2 separate regions of the Ovis aries genome follow, and region 1 is linked to region 2. The links are chromatin contacts, called in public Hi-C maps. All regions are on one chromosome and are shown on one strand. The core of a region is the stretch at or near the end of the contact, and the rest is flanking DNA. Distances in the headings are between cores, read along the strand shown.

Evidence for each region. Hi-C and Micro-C count contacts between places; a contact is called where the count stands out from the background.
Region 1: a Hi-C map of liver shows a contact between it and region 2, with 5 times the contacts expected there. The contact joins the enhancer-like site here to the promoter of GASK1B in region 2. A contact is called at or near these places in 10 of 16 Hi-C or Micro-C datasets (hypothalamus, liver, mesenteric adipose tissue and 6 more).

The regions. Positions count from the first base shown.
Region 1 is chr17:41,200,755-41,204,269 of ARS-UI_Ramb_v3.0, reverse strand. No RefSeq gene overlaps it. Among named protein-coding and RNA genes, the nearest start is that of GASK1B, 210 kb to the right of the region's middle. Within about 2 kb of position 2,034, at least 7 of the 54 cell types and tissues checked have an H3K27ac peak or open chromatin away from gene starts, as enhancers often do.
Region 2 is chr17:40,989,768-40,993,464 of ARS-UI_Ramb_v3.0, reverse strand. GASK1B (golgi associated kinase 1B) reads right to left here and starts at 1,989. Exons shown (of 5, transcript XM_042234411.2): 1 at 1,831-1,989; 2 at 1-653. The coding sequence starts at 419. LOC121816928 (a long non-coding RNA gene) reads left to right here and starts at 1,751. Exons shown (of 4, transcript XR_006056644.2): 1 at 1,751-1,907; 2 at 2,426-2,517.

The sequences.
Region 1 (3,515 bases), core at 785-3,284, 210 kb before region 2:
GTTTTTTCTGTAATATTCTATGCTTAGTTTATTTTAGTGTTGCTGCTTAATCATAGAATCCCATCTGAGTTTGGCTTTGAGTCATTTATATCACTTATGTTAATGTAGGGTTCCCATTTGTATTATTTTTCCAAAGATTTATAAAAGTTTTTAAATGTTAATGACTCTTTTAATCTCAACAGTCAAGTTGATGAGAGTTCAAATTTTGTTGATTTCTTTTGCTTTACAAACTGTTTGCTTTTTGAATTTTGTCCTTGTTGCATTGGAGTTTTAGTTTTATGTGTGTGTTAAAAGAATGACTTCGAAATCTTATATGAAGAAAAACCTGAGGATCATCATAGTTATTCTGATGTGTTGGCACTGAAATGTCTTGCTAACATTATCCCAGCTCATGGATCGTCTCTAGTAGTTTTCCTTTTCTTTGAATTGTGCTTTTATCATGGTATACTTTTTTAATATGCTGTTGGCTTTTTTTTAAATTTACTCAAAAATAAAAATTCTGTGAGATGATGACTTATAATACTTTGGCAAAAAGAACAAAGGGTAGAAAAAATATTATCACCCAGGCAGACATTATCTTAGTAACAAGATTTAAAATATAGTAGTAATTGTTATGTATATGTGCTGATGCTCTGAGAAGAATACTGCTAATATCTGTATAATGCTTTGAATTTTATAATTGATACTTAACAAGTGCCAATTTTATGGCTGAAATTCATGAACCAACAATGACATGATTTGCTCTTGCATGTCTGTAATTACAGTCAAACCATGAGAACGTAGCTCACTATATGCCTAAGAATTAGGCCATAAAACATATGACATGACTTCATACCATCTTCCTGACAAGCTGCAGGACAGACCACAAAACTTGAATTTCACTGAGGTTCTCTGTTTAGGTGGTGGCCCTGGTTACAGCAATATGCAGGATCTAATTCAAAGAGATGAATTCTAAAATCAGAAATAACAGAAGAATAGCAAATTTCTTCACGATACATGTGTCTCTTGTTAGGAAACAAAAGTAAATGATAACATCAGAGTGTTCCCAAATGTTACTCGTAATGTTAAATGTTCATGTTACAGTATGTTCTGAACATAAGACTCATATGAGCATCCTGTGATGACAAATTGTTTAATCTTCATAGAACTTTCCCCCTACTAAGAACAGATTGCTTTTACTCAGTTCCTGTCTTTAAAGCTGTTTTTATTTTCAAATGAAATATTGTGGTCTTGTGTTTTATTGTTAATCCAAAACTATTTCCTTCCTATAAAAAATTCCATCTCTCATTTATTTGTTCAGAGTCATGCACAACCATGAATGCATTTAAAAATTACTTCATCATATAAGCATTCAATTTTCCTGAGAGTACCAGTCCATGTCCTGGTCTAATGAAGTCACAAGACAAACATTTACTCCAGTCTCCTTATCCACTTTTACTGCTGTTTGTCAGTCTCCTTTATCAAAACTTCTTCCTTTGCCCTTAAACATTCTGTCCTCTTTCCATCACTATTTTCTGTCCAAACAAGTCCATCATTCTGGCTCAGTTACCCGCCGCCCCTCCCCACTTCTCTATACCTACACAAAATCTGACTGAGGTAGGAGACAGTGGGCCTCTGGGCTGGACATTTGTCAAGTTGAGTAAAATTCAAACTTTGTTTTCGCCCAGACTCCAAGGGCAAAGCTAGTGATAAGAGCTGAGTTCTGCTGAAACAAAGAGATAAAGTGCCTACTACTGAGATCGAGGAAGACTTCCCTGTCTGCACTTGCTCAGGAAGGTTTCTTGGGGGTTGAAAAGTGAGGGGACCCCACCCCATAATAAGTGTGAGCATGCACCCATAAGGCCTCTGCAGAGGGATCCATCTTAGAAAAAATCTGCATGTGCATCTTGGGGAGGATTCATGGACAAGTCAGGAGTGAAGAAAGTAATAAAATAATTAGCCAAAAGTAAACAAAGACCTGGAAGGACTGTTCAATACAAGTGATTTACATCGCCCCTTTACTGCACTCCTCCTCACTCAGGACACCCGCATTTCTCTGTGTGTGTTATCTCTACCCTGCTTCTGAGTTGCATAACCAGTTTTACTATGTGCTCTCCCATACACTGTGCTATGTCTCTAATAATAAGCTTTGTGCCTGTTTTTACAGTTTTTGACTCCTTGAAACATTCTTGCTTCCAAATAGGGGCAAGAGACAGGGCCATTTTGCTTCTAGCCTCTAGGCCCAGGTGGTCTGGGGGCTAAGACTCTTGGTTTTCATCCAGGTTCAGTTCAGTTCAGTCGCTCAGTCATGTCTGACTCTTTGCGACCCCATTAATTGCAGCATGCCAGGCCTCCCTGTCCATCACCAACTCCCAGAGTTCACTCAAACTCACATCCATCAAGTCAGTGATGCCATCCAGCCATCTCATCCTCTGTCGTCTCCTTCTCCTCCTGCCTCCAATCCCTCCCAGCATCAGAGTCTTTTCCAATGAGTCAACTCTTCGCATGAGGTGGCCAAAGTACTGGAGTTTCAGCTTCAGCATCATTCCTTCCAAAGAACACCAAGGGCTGATCTCCTTTAGAATGGACTGGTTGGATCTCCTTGTGGTCCAAGGGACTCTCAAGAGTCTTCTCCAACACCACAGTTCAAAAGCATCATTTCTTCAGCACTCAGCTTTCTTCACAGTCTAACTCTCACATCCATACATGACTACTGGAAAAACCATAGCCTTGACTAGACAGGCCTTTGTTGGCAAAGTGATGTCTCTGCTTTTGAATATGCTATCTAGGTTGGTCATAACTTTCCTTCCAAGGAGTAAGCATCTTTTAATTTCATGGCTGCAATCACCATCTGCAGTGATTCTGGAGCCCAAAAAAGTAAAGTCTGACACTGTTTCCACTGATTCCCCATCTATTTCCCATGGAGTGATGGGACCAGATGCCATGATCTTCGTTTTCTGAATGTTGAGCTTTAAGCCAACTTTTTCACTCTCCTCTTTCACTTTCATCAAGAGGCTCTTTAGTTCCTCTTCACTTTCTGCCATAAGGGTGGTGTCATCTGCATATCTGAGGTGATTGATATTTCTCCCAGCAATCTTGATTCCAGCTTGTGCTTCTTCCAGCCCAGTGTTTCTCATGATGTACTCTGGATATAAGCTAAATAAGCAGGGTGACAATATACAGCCTTGACGTATTCCTTTTCATCCAGGCTACCCAGGCTTAATTCCTGAGCAGGAAACTAAGATCTCTCTCTAGAACCACTCACTGCTCTCCCTCTGAGATCAGGACTATCTTTTAAAAACGTATTCAACAACCTGATGATTTTTTTTAACAACTACTACGTTGCAGGCACAATGCTAGAATGAAGAAAATAAAATCACAAAATAATTGCCTTTGGAACGGAAGAGTTAGACATCCACTGGTTCGTAGCAGTTGCCTCCTTCTAGAAATCTAGTAACACTCCATTCCTGTAAAATACATCCAGATTTTCAAGGCCTCCATAGATTATAGCCCACTCTGCAATAAAAACTCTGTGT
Region 2 (3,697 bases), core at 740-3,239:
GGGACTCTAGAAGCCACCGCATACTTTTTCCTGCGCTTCGGTTTCACTGTGCCACGTATGTTGGCTGGCTTGCTGCGCTTTGAGCGCAGGGTGATGTACACCACGTTGGGCTGCAGCGTGGTGCCATTGCCCTGGGACTCGGGAGGGGCCAGCGTGCCATCCAGGGGTATCTCAGGGAACGGGGCCTCGGTGGCAGCCCGGCTCTGGTGCGGCCCCTTTCCTGCCGGCCTTGCGTGCTGGACAGAGGCGCGCCCCACCTGGCTGACCAGGAAGCCCAGGTAGATGGCGCAGGCGGTGCCCAGCAGGAGGTTCCTCCGCGTCCTGGGGCGCCGGCTGCTCCAGAGTTTCCGCACTCTCGGGACGCACAGGGAGCAGAGGAACCAGTTTATGAGCTGCCCTGGCTTGTCCGGGCAGCTCATTTCTCCGCGGTGTCCACATGCTGAACAAAGTTTAAACTCAGCCGTTGGTGCCTGCTGACATGAAGCATGGTTTTCTGAATGCAGCTCTCGCCTCCGCTCGGGTGTTTAAGTGGTCTCCAGTGGGTCGAGGTGGAAGGTAGGCGTTGGTGATGGAGCCGGGAAGGCTTCTGACACTGGCCACAACAAACCTTTTACACCGCCATCAGTCTCCCCAAGGAGGAGTCTGACTAGTTCCTGGGAATGGATGGAAAGAGTGCACTGAGTCACAGTCTCAGTTCCTCCACAAGAGGAAATTTTAAAAAACGGGACCCTTTCCTTTCATTACTGTCACCAGTAAATGATTTTTTAAATGGAGTTAAAAAACAAACAAGATAGATCTATACATTTGATATTCAGTTGCAATTAGTAAAAACAAACTACCAAAATCCAAGACTGTTTTATAACTTGTAGCTAGAGTCTTTTAATTTGATCCTGAAGGAAAAGCATTAAAATTGGACAAATCCAGGCTTTTCTCTTTGAAATTAAAAAGTGATTTAAGCAAAGCAACAAAGGGTTTTAAAAATCTATAGCTATCTTCTATTTATTTTTAGAAGTCTTGCATTAATTAACTGGGCAGAAGCACCAAGTATTAACATTCAAATTCAGAAATATATTCTCTTGATCTTATAGTACAATCTCTTCTTCATAATACATTTCATTATCTTACATTAAGGGTCATTATACTGTAAAGCCATACATGTTCACATATCTTGGAAGTAATTACATTTATTCGGTCATACACACACAAACATAAACACAAAACACGCATCTAACTGCTTTTTATTCCTTTCCTTTCCACCAAATTCAGCTGAAAGAAAACCCAAAGCTTTCTAGCTGTCTTTTTTCACGTTATTAAAAAGAAGAAGAACTGGTAAGCAACGTTACTTACACAGCTGGCCCCGTGCTTGGCTCCAGGAAGAATGTAATCTCTGACTCTAATGCAAAGAACTTTTAAAGGCTGAGGCATGTAAGTAGAACATATTTCATGGTCAAGAGTGTTCCACATTTCAAATATTTCAGCTCAGCTTTAAAAGTTCCCTTGAAAACTACTGATCGCAAAGCAAAACGGATACTTGTTAACTGGCTGCTGACAACCCACTTTTAAGACATGTGAGGGTTTTTTTAATATTAAAAAAAATGAATTTTAATTTTAAATTCTGAAAAAAGCAAATGCCGTCCAGAAGCAGTTTTCATTCAAATATTTCTCCACTTATTTTTAACCCCCGGGAGCCCTCTAGTGTCCTGTTTAGAAACAGACTCCTGGAATTCAAAGGCAGGATTTGCTTAGCAGCAGTAGAATAAAGGCCTCCTGAAATGAATGCCATCACCCCAGAGGCCTGGGATTAGAGCATCAGAGTTCCCAGGGACTCACCTTTTCATCCTGGCTGTGTCCAGAGTCACACTGATCTCCCACCTCTTCTGAGAAGTGGCCTAGAAATTCATAAAAAGGTAAGAAAGGGTTAATGCAAATGAGGGTTAAAATAGAACAGGCAAATAGGAGTACACATGGGTAGGAAGACATTTACAGTGTGCCGTTCCACAGTTCAACAGTCACAAAAAGAAAGTTGTGGATTCTCTCTGATTGGAGGTATTTAAAAAACAGGTTAGTGATTGGTTTAGGTGATCTGTGTGTCCTGGCGCAGAGGCAAGGGTTGATGACCTCTGGGTCTCACTTAGACTTACCGTTTTTGCTTCTACAGCAAATAGGATCTAGAAGGCAAACAGGCACACTGGAAGCAGACAGAGAATGACTCCCCTCCCCCCGGAAAAGAAGGTTGTGATATGGGGGTGGGAGAAATTGGAGTATTTTCTGTAATCCTAAAAAGACTACAATTGACAATGCAAAAAAGATCAAGGAATTAGAATATATATAGAAGGAAAGGATTAACTTCCAAGTGATGAAATACCAAAAATTGGAATAGAACTGTTCCTTTAGCACTCAAACTCAGATCTTTCTTCCTCTTTAGAAGTTTGCCATGTGGAGGAACGGGACAGGACAATTCCAGTACTGACAGTGGCCTAGATATACCTGTAGATTCTGTCTAAACTTCATGAGAATGTAAGCAGCAAATTGATTTCCATTGTACTTCAGTACTCTTTTTAAAATTTTTATATGCGGAGGGAGGTGGGAGGGGGGTTCAGTGTTGGGAACTCATGTACACCTGTGGTGGATTCATGTCAATATATGGCAAAACCAATACAGTATTGTAAACCAAAAAAATAAAAAAATTTAAAAATTAAAAAAAAAGTAAATAAAATTTTTATTGGGGTATAGTTGATTGACAGTGTTTAGTTTCAGGTGTACAACACAGTGATTTAGTTATACATATACATGCATCTATTCTTTTTCAGATTCTTTTCCCATTTAGGGTATTACAGAGTATTGAGTAGAGTTCCCTGTACTATACAGTAGGTCCCTGTTGGTTATCTACTTTATATTTAGCAGTGTGTGCATGCCAATCCCAATCTCCCATTCTAGCCCTCCTCCCTACCCGTCCCCTACTGGTTATCATAAATTTATTCTCTAAATCAGCGAGTCTGTTTCTGTTTCATAAATAAGTTCATTTGTATCATTTTTGGATTCTGCATATAAGCACTATCATGTGATACCTATCTTTCTCTGATTTACTTCACTCAGTATGATAATCTCTAGGTCCATTTATATTCCTGCAAATGGCATTATCTCATCCTTTTTAATAGCTGTTAATAGTCCACCACATATATGTACCACATCATCTTTATCTGCTCCTCTGCTGATGGACATTTAGATTGCTTCCATGTCCTGGATATTGTAAACAGCCATACAGTGAACACCAGGGTGCACGTAGTCTTTCAAACCATGTTTTTCTCCAGATATGTGCCCAGGAGTAAGATTGCCGGATTATATGGGAGCAATACTCTTTAAAGCACACCTCCATGAGCACAGAATTACTTTCTAGATAATAAATATTAACTTCTCGAAAGAAAGCTATAACAAAGCTGGTTCGTAAAACTATCTTGTTATTTTCTTGTATTTAGAAGACTAACTGACCTGAGCTCTTTAAAAAGTAAAAGTGAGTGTTCGGCAGAGGCCAGGTTATACTAAGGGGAAAGCTCCACTGTTTCCAAAACTTGTTTTTTTTTTAGTGGATAAATGTATAGAAAGTAGATATGAATTGTCTGAGTTAGTGAACTTGGTTGACTGTCCCTCCTCTCCCCACATTTTTGTCCCTGACACCTCACTGATCGTCTCAGAGGCC